Linked DNA regions of Sus scrofa: region 2 is linked to region 1. A link is a contact called in public Hi-C data. All regions are on one chromosome and are shown on one strand. Each heading gives the region's core, a stretch centred on a gene start, on an enhancer-like site or on the middle of the called end of the contact. The rest is flanking DNA. Distances are from core to core; before and after follow the strand shown. Region 1 holds the start of NPR2 (natriuretic peptide receptor B/guanylate cyclase B (atrionatriuretic peptide receptor B)). Region 2 holds the start of HRCT1 (histidine-rich carboxyl terminus protein 1).

Region 1 (4,628 bases), core at 872-3,371:
CTTTCTCATACTTGCATCCAACTGTAATGCAATCATGCCTGGCCTCTCCAGAAAGGGTGGAAGCCCTCCCAGGGGCTGGGACTAGATATTCTTCTGAACTTTTCTCTCCCACAGTATATCTACTACCGCTACTGAGCAAAGTCAGTGTTTCGGGATCTTGGGAGGCAGCCTTGGCAGACACACTGAGAAAGAGGCACAAAGGTGTGGAAGTAAAAAGAATCTGAGTCTAGACTTGGAAAGTCTCAGTTTGTTTAGCTCACAATTCCTTCCTTATTGTTTCTGTGGGGTCTTGTGAGAGACAGATAATCCCCAAAGAAGCTCCTCTCCCCCCGCCCCTTCAAGCGTGGCTCAAATGATACCTGAAAAGCTTCTCTGAGGGCCTGTGAGAGACAGATAATCCCCAAAGAAGCTCCTCTCCCTCCGCCCCTTCAAGCGTGGCTCAAATGATACCTGAAAAGCTTCTCTGAGGGCCTGTGCCTGTTCCCGGGTGTGATTGTCCTGCCAGGGCCGGCCTGTGGAGCGCGTAGGGCCTGCACGAAGACTCTCCCCAAAGACGTCCAGGTAAAAGAAGACATAATCCCCGTTGGTCAGGTTCTCCCTCTGGGCCTGAAGCAGGATCTCATGCAGCATCTCCAGAGGGCCGCAGATATACACAACTGGGAGCAGGTACATGACAGAGGGGCGCTCTGAGAAAAGTATCCAGGACCCTGAACCGCCCCCTCTCTGACCATCTGCGTTTCCATCTTTAGCAAGGAACAGAAGCCCTAACTATCAACCACCCAGCAGATGTTCCCCATCCCTCCCCCTTGGAGATTCTGTCTTAAGTACCCTGGGGGCTGTATGGACCATCTGGCAAAAGTCAGAGTCGGACTCCAGACCCCAGAGGAAGGGAGCTCACCCTCAAGCCCCTCCCCTTCCCCGAGCCCTGCCTGCTGCTCCCCACCCAGCCCTCCTCGCTCCCCACTCTGCCCTGCCCTTCTCTAAGCTCAAAGGCACTGACGGCTCAGAATTTCTCTCCACATGAGCGTTACCATATTTCCCAGCCAAATCTGCGGCACCCCAAAGCCCATTCATGGAGTCCCCACTCTTTCTGTGCCACCAAGAGGGCTTAGTGGCCCAGTCTGAGAAGTCTCTGCCCAGACAGGCACACATTTTGGAGTGACCATCAGCCACATTCATGACTCCAGGACCCTCTAGATTGCTCCTCAAATTCAACCCCCCCCAATCCCACGATCTCCCCAACACAAGCTTCACCCCTCATGCTATCTTATCCCTTGTTCACATCTGCCTGAGATGTCCACAAGCCCCTAGCCCTCGCCCAGGGATTCAGTCCACATGTGCTTCCTGATCCCGACCACCACATTCAGCTCCTCGAAGCCTGTCTCCCAGCGCTGAGCTCCAGGGACACAGCGACCCTCCTCCCCTAACCCTGAAATAGCCTGGGCCACACTCACTGCGCCCGTTGGCCCGGATGAAGTGGGTGGCCTGCTCAGGGCCCCCTGGCTCACGGGCATACACCTGGTGCTGCACACTGAGGTTGCTGCCCTGCAGGGCCTCAAAGACGCCCTCGATGGTGAAGTAGTGAGGCCGGTCATCTGTGCGAGCATCCAGATACAGCAAGGCAGCACGGGCAGTCCAATTGAAGTGCCCGTGTAGCATCACTACAAACTCACCCAGCTTGGGAGCAGAGGGGCCAGTGCGCACCAGGGTACGGTAATGCTCATTCTTAGCCGAAAAACCAGAGGCCACAGCACCCGCAGTCAGCAGGGGAAGGCGCCAGTGTGAGGCAAAGCGGGCCACAGAGGCAGCGGGGTACACGCAACCGGGGCCCAACAGAAGGTCGGGGTCATGGTACAGCTTGAGGTCCACAGCGCGCAGCGGTGCCAGGTACTCAGAGCAGGCGCCATCTAGTTCAGAGCTGACAAACCGTAGGTCCACGGGCAGAGCCCGGCCCAGCGCCTCCACAGCTAGTGCCACAGCAGGACCCACCCGTGGCCAGGCCCAGGCATAGCTCAGGTTGTGTTCTGGCAGCACCACCGCCAGCGTCAGGTTCCGTGGCCCGGGAGGACGCACCCCACCTGCCAGGGCTGCCACCAACAGCAGGAGTGATGGCAGTGCCATGGGGAGAAAGCGGCAGCCCCACCACCCCCAGAACCTGGGGCCACTCTGGCCTACGGAGGAGGCACAAGCACCACCCAGCCTGGAACCTAAAGACTACCAGGAAGAGAAGCGAGGATAAGCCAGGTAGGCTGGGATACAGAAAGTGGCAGGGATGGGAGAGGAGGAGGAGATGGGAGGAACCCCAGGGACTGAGCGGGTCCACCAACCTAGGGCATGGACAGGGGAGGACTAGGAGTAGGGTGGCAGGAGGAGGGAGGGACCAAGGGGGCCTGCGACTGGGATGGGAATGGTGGGAGGTGAAGTCGGCTGATGAATCCAAAGCTGAGAAGGAAAAGGGGATCGGAGACTGGGATGGGGTGGGGGTGGGGGTGGGGGGGAGACTGGTACAAAGAGAAGGCCTGGGGGGACCCCACAGCTGAAGGGGCTAGGGGAGCAGAGAGCTGCGAAAAGGAGGACCGAGGGGACAAGGTGGGAGGGGGCCAGCGCCGCGGAAGGACTGGGACCATGGGCAGGCGGGGAGCGAAGCGAGGCCTGGGCCGGAGGGGAGGGAAAGGCAGGGGTAAATCTCCCTGTGAAGGCTTCTCCTGAAGCTCCTGCTTGGACTAACGGGCCCAGGGCGCTGGTCCCATCCGGAGCTGCGGCGGCCCCGCCCGTGTCCCAGCTCCTCTCTGCTCCGCTTCTCCTGGGCCCGGGCGGCCGGCGCAGCCCGGCGCTTCCTCCCGCCCCCGCCTGGGCCCCCGGGCGCGCCGCTCGTCCAGGTCAGGTCGCCGCGGCCCCGCCGTCTCCGCTCGCTGCGCCGGCGGCGGCCGAATGTGACTCCCGGGGCAGGCCGCCCGCCTTCCCCGCCCCCTCCCCGCGGCCCCTCCTCCTCCCTCCCGGCCCCACCCTCCGGCGCCTGCTGTCTCCCCCCACCCTCCACCCGGGGGACCGGGGACGTCCCAGATCCCAAGCCCACCCGGTGACAAGTCGGGGGGCTCCGCGCGAGGGCCTCTCAGGCCGGCGAGGTTCCGGGCGTCCCCTCACTACAAGGCCTACCCCAGTCTCCCCCAAGCCCCTGGCCCACCCCGCTCGGCTCTCCATCTCTCACCCTCCCACCAGCCCAGAGTCACTCGTCCCAGCCCCTCGCGTCTCCCACTCTTCTTAGGGTCTCCTTTCTTAACTTGCCTGAGTCCCTCCAACACTCCACAGTCTCCAGGAAGCAGTCAGGACCCACATATTTGGTATCCTCATTTGGCCTCCACCTAGGAAACCATACCACCCTCCTCATTGCCGGGAACTTCTCCCTCCTTCACCAGTAAGACTGCTCCCTGGAAGGCAGCCCCCTCCAGGACCAGGGCAGATTTTTCCTGAGTCCTTTCGAAGTCTGTGAGCCTCCTTCTTCCACAGGACCCAACCCTCCAGTCTCCCTCTTCCTGTCCCCAACCCCCAGCCCCAGCATCCTCTGAGCCCTGCCAGGTCCTCAGAGGCCACTGTAGCCCTCTGGGCTCCCACTGCACCATCTGCTCCAGGGCTGGACCCCAGAACGTCCTCTTCTGTCTTTTGCCTCCCTGCAGAGCCCCAGCTCGCACCTGATAAAAGCTCAGGGACTGAGCAGAACATATACCCCCAGCAACGGAAGCCCACGGTGTCCCCCTTGGGTTACACCCCGCTGCCTAGCTTCAAGCCTAGAAGTCTCATCCCAGACACCCCATATCTGGAGGGAGGGCTGATCTGATCTGGGAAACAGCTTGTGAGGAATGATATCATGGTGGCTGGGAGGGATTGCAGTGGGGCCTTAGGGAGTTTTCCTCAAATTGTCACAAAGGAGATACACATAAACCCATTATCCTCCCCTTGCTGAGAGCCACAGTTTGTCTCCCACTTCAAGCCACTTCTCCCAAAATCCTAGTGCCAAGAAGCTGAGAGAGTCCCTTGAGTAGAGGGAGAAAGGTGGGTGTGAGGGGAGAGGAGGGGCCTAGTTTCTCTGAGATGAAGGCGACACCTAGTAGTTGGGGGGGAAATTAAGGATGATGCCATTTTATTCTTAGGAAGGATATTTCTTTATTGAACACCCGCCGCCTTGCACAAGCTGAGGGGTGAAGACAAAAAGCTGAATGACACAGGCTTACCTTTGAAGAGCATACAACTGGAATCCCTCGGGTGCAGAGGCCCAAGGCAAGCCCTCCAACAATGTCTCTTGCTTCCAGCCCTTAGGAAAACTTAGCTCTTTCTTTAACAGACATGTAACTCCAGTTCCAGTTAGGGACACTATTAGTATAAAGAAATTCTGTCCTATCTGAGCAAGGAAAAGGAGGCTAGAACAGTCAAAAGGGTGATGAGACAATCTGAAAAGGACATGGCTCTAACTTCAGAACCAGTCAACCAAATAATAATGTTCAAGCAACTACACACAGTTTAATGAGAGAATTAAATCCAAATGACACGATCTCTGCCAAAATCACAGCATTTCAGGGCTAGGAAGACTCTTAATGTACTGTTCACTTTCAATTATTTAAAGATAACTGAAA
Region 2 (4,057 bases), core at 1,249-3,748, 160 kb before region 1:
GGGACTTGAAGGGCCAACCAAGAGGCAGAGACTTTGTCCCAAGGGCAATGAAGAGGCTATGATATAGAGAAGCTTTGCAAAGGGGCAGGGATGGAGGTGGGCAGGCTTGGAGGGGCTGTGGCAGGAATCCAGGCTGGGGATGAGCTAGGGGAGTCATGGGGGAGGGGGGAGGGGAGGTGATGAGGGAGGGGAGGGGATTTAAGGGGGGCGTCCAAGGGCACCGGAGACCCAGAGTCCACTTTCCCAAGCCTGAAATCTAGTCTGGCTCTGTCCGTGTGAGTTTGCCTCCCTCTCCCCCTCCTACCACCCCACCCCGCTCCCTCCCCAGCCCTCACAGAGAATCCACCGGAAAATAGAAAAGAAACAGGACATTCTGTTCCAGTGAGTCACCAGGCCCTGACTTTCTGGCCTGTTCTCCAGCCCCTCCCCACCTCGCCTGGCCCCCAGGCCTCTCCCCCTCCATGTCCCTCCCCAGCACACAGGATTTCCTTCCTCACTGAAGGCCTCAGAATGAGATTTCTGTCCTCCATGTGGAATTCCGCCCGTGTCCCAGGGCGTTTGGGAATGTGCCTCCAGGCTTTGGCAAGGAGTTTCTGTCATCTATCCATCCCGTTTTAGGGAAGAGGAAACTGAGACTCAGGAGCCAAGCACTCTCCCAAAGCCACCCAGCACCACCTGCTCCCTCCTAAACACCTGGCACCAGCCACATGCAGGCACCAGAGGGGCTGGAGACTCAAGGCCTGGATGAGAAACCCTGACCTTCTTACCATGGAAACTTTGTTTCTTTTGTTCATTTTTCATTTGGTGTTTCTTTTTTCTTTTTCTTTTTTTTTTTTTTTTTTTTTTTTTTTTTGTCTTTTTGCCTTTTTCTAGGGCTGCTCTGGCGGCACATGGAGGTTCCCAGGCTAGGGATCTGTAGCTTATGCCAGAGCCACAGCAACATGGGATCTTAGCCACATCTGCGACCTACACCACAGCTCACAGCAATGCCAGATCCTTAACCCACTGAGCGAGGCCAGGGATCGATCCCGAAACCTCACGGTTCCTAGTCGGATTCGTTAACCCCTGTGCCATGACGGGAACTCCTTACCAAGGAAACTTTGAATTCAGCACAGCCCACAGAGCGGGGCTTTCTGCATGTCCAGGGCACATTCTGCCTAGAGATGGGCTGGAAAGAGCCTGGGCAGCCTTGACCCTCCTCTCTCTGAGCCCCTGGACTGTCACACAGAAGCCCAGAGCCCCATGGGTACAGGGAGAGTCCGGTCTGGGCACGGCTGCCTACAAACCCTAACTCCTTTCTTGGAGCTCAGACCCACCTCTCACCTACTGTCCTGGAGCCCTGCAGAGCTGCTCCGTGTCCCCCAGGGCACAGCCGGCGCAGGCACTCACTTCCTGCCAGAGAGGAAGGTCCAGGCCAGAGCAGACACAGGCCTGGCGGCTCCCTCCCACTTGAGTTACAATAATAAAGGGCCTCTTGACAAAAGCTTCTTGGTGCTTTTTATTTTCTTGTATTAAGGCTGCACTGAATTGACCGTGCAGCCTTAGACTGCCTTCTGCAAATGAAAGGGTGGTGCCAGGGCCCCTTCCAGCTATTGCCCTGGACGGAGGCCCGGACATTCAGAGAGAGTAGGGTACACCTTCTGTGCATCTGCACACATAGCAGCTGGCACTCCTGGTGCCAGGTGGGAGTTGCAGTCACGAAGCGGTGTCCATCCTCGGAGACCACCTATCAGCCTATCAGCTCTCTGGCCTATCAGCCTCCGGTGTGAGCAGGGGCACCCCCGGTGGTGGTCCTAGGCTCTCTGCCTCCATCGTTGCCCACTGGGGTGTAGCATGCAAATGACACCCAAGCAGGACCTGGCTTTCACCATGGAGAGGTGCCCTTCTGCGCAGGAAAGCAGGAGTCCACTTGTCCTGGTGACGGTGAGGCAGGTGGCAGCTGCCATTCGCAGGCATCAGCGGCGGCCTCGGTGGGAGTGGGCATGGGCTTGGCGGTGGGCGTGGGAGTGGGCCTGGTGGTGGTGGTGGTGGTGGTGGTGGTGATGGTGGCGGTGGCCCGCCTGGGGCGCCTGGAATGCCCGGCCAGTGTGACGGAAATGATGCAAGCGTCCCAGGTGGCCTCGGCCTGCGGAGATCCAAGACTGGGCCCACCAGACTCGGTTTCTTCTTGCAGCAGGAGGGTTCTTCTCCACGTCACGCTCCTCCTGTCTGCGGTACAAACAGGTGGCCAGCAGCAGCAGCAGCAGCAGCACGGCCACAGCGGCGCCTGCGATCAAGCCCACGAGGGCCGTGCTCCCCAGGAGGCCCAGCATCTGGGAGCTGGCCAGTGGATAGGAGCCTGGTGGCTTCTCGCTGCTTCTTCCCCTTCAGCGGCTTCTGCTCCGTCCTCACAGTCCCTGGACTGTGTTTTCTCAGCTCCTGTGGGCTGGAGAGCAGCCAGGGAATGTGGGCGCAGCCTCTTTGGGCTGGAGCTGCTGGCCAAGGGGAGGCCAGGCAACTGTTAGCTCTGGGGAAGCCTGCAGCAAGGCTAGGTGGGGACAGAGGAGCTGAAAGGAGGGGCCATGGGGGGAGAGCCCTGGGGCTGGAGATAAGAAGTTTAGGGCCCCCAACTGTGCCGCCTGGCCGAGTGACTGGACCAGCCCCATACCCTCCCTGGGCCTCAGTTCCTGCTTCTCTCAGGGACAAAGGTTCCACACAGCAGTTAAGAACATGGGTTCTGGAACCACCTGCTCATTAGCCCTGTGACTGTGCACAGGTTTCCTAAGCTCACTGTGTCTCAGTTTCCTCATCTGTAAAATGGCTCAGAGGGGTATCCCTCCTCATAAGGTTTTCCGAGAATTCAAGGAGTCAAGATGTATAAAGCACTTAAACCAGTTCCTTTCTTTCTTTCTTTCTTTTTTTTTTTTTTTTTTTTTTTTTTGGTCTTATGTCTTTTTAGGGCCACTCTCATGGCATATGGAGATTTCCGGGCTAAGGGTTGAATTGGAGCTGTAGCCACCAGCCTATGCCACAGCCACAGCCACGCAGGATCCCAGCCACATCTGAGACCTACACTACAGCTCACGGCAACACCGTATCCTTAACCCACTGAGCGAGGCCAGGGATTGAACCCACATCCTCATGGATGCTAGTCGGATTCGTTAACAACTGAGCCATGATGCGAACTCCTTTTTCTCTTCTTCTTTTTTTTTTTTTTTTTTGTCTTTCTTAAACCAGTTGCTGACACACGTGTTTGCCACTGATACTATGACAGTGGACTTTAGATGACTTGGAAGACCCTGTCCGGCAGCCCACATAGGCCTCTGGGACAGAGTCTGTGTCAAGCAAACTGTCCCACTCCAGGAGCTCAGGTGGGCCCTGGTGACAGATTCTTATCAGCCAAGGAGGTGAAATAACTCTCTCTGGGTCCTGGGTCCTGCCAGGTCTGGGAGCCAAGAGAGTCTGGGTGTCAGCCCAGGGCTGCAGGAGGCAGCCAGGAGGCCGCTGAAGTCAGAAGGGCCAGGCCCCAGTCTCAGCCTCCAGGCTCACAGTCAACAAGCTAACTGGCCATAAATGGCAGGCTCCTTGCTCCATCCCATCCTCCCTGCCCAGCGGTCATAAGCTGCCCTTCCTGCCTGGGGGAGAATGTACAGAGTGGGCAGGACCTGAGCAGTAGACCTGAATCCTCTGTTCAGCTAGACAAGCTCTTCTGGTCCCACCCACGTGTTCAGGGATGGGCGCTCACTATCGCCCTGGGCAGCCTTTTCTGCTGTGGGCTTGTCGAGCTGTTCTCACGGCTCTTCCGAACATACTGCAGGGCCTCCCGGAGGCCCAGCTCTGCGTCTTGATCCTGGAGACCAGGGGTGCCTGAGGCATCCACGGGGAGCACCCAGCCCAGCCCTTCCTCTCGCTCTTCTCCCTGCTACCCAGAGGGATGTTTGCAGCAGCCTGTCTCTGTGTGACCTTGGACAAGCTCCCCCCCTGCAGCCTGTTCCTCCTCGAGGCAAGTGCCAGGGCAAGAGGGGACCTCTGGGGACCTTCCCTCTCTGACCTCAATCCAAGAAGCGCTCTCTCAGGG

The links. Hi-C and Micro-C count contacts between places; a contact is called where the count stands out from the background.
Region 2: a Hi-C map of epiblast stem cells shows a contact between it and region 1, with 4 times the contacts expected there. The contact joins the promoter of HRCT1 here to the promoter of NPR2 in region 1. A contact is called at or near these places in 2 of 47 Hi-C or Micro-C datasets (embryonic fibroblasts and epiblast stem cells).

The regions. Positions count from the first base shown.
Region 1 is chr1:236,507,303-236,511,930 of Sscrofa11.1, reverse strand. NPR2 (natriuretic peptide receptor B/guanylate cyclase B (atrionatriuretic peptide receptor B)) reads right to left here and starts at 2,121. Exons shown (of 22, transcript NM_001244322.1): 1 at 1,455-2,121; 2 at 451-656. The coding sequence starts at 2,121.
Region 2 is chr1:236,668,859-236,672,915 of Sscrofa11.1, reverse strand. HRCT1 (histidine-rich carboxyl terminus protein 1) reads right to left here and starts at 2,498. Exons shown (of 1, transcript XM_021065921.1): 1 at 1,481-2,498. The coding sequence starts at 2,312. The coding sequence ends at 1,956.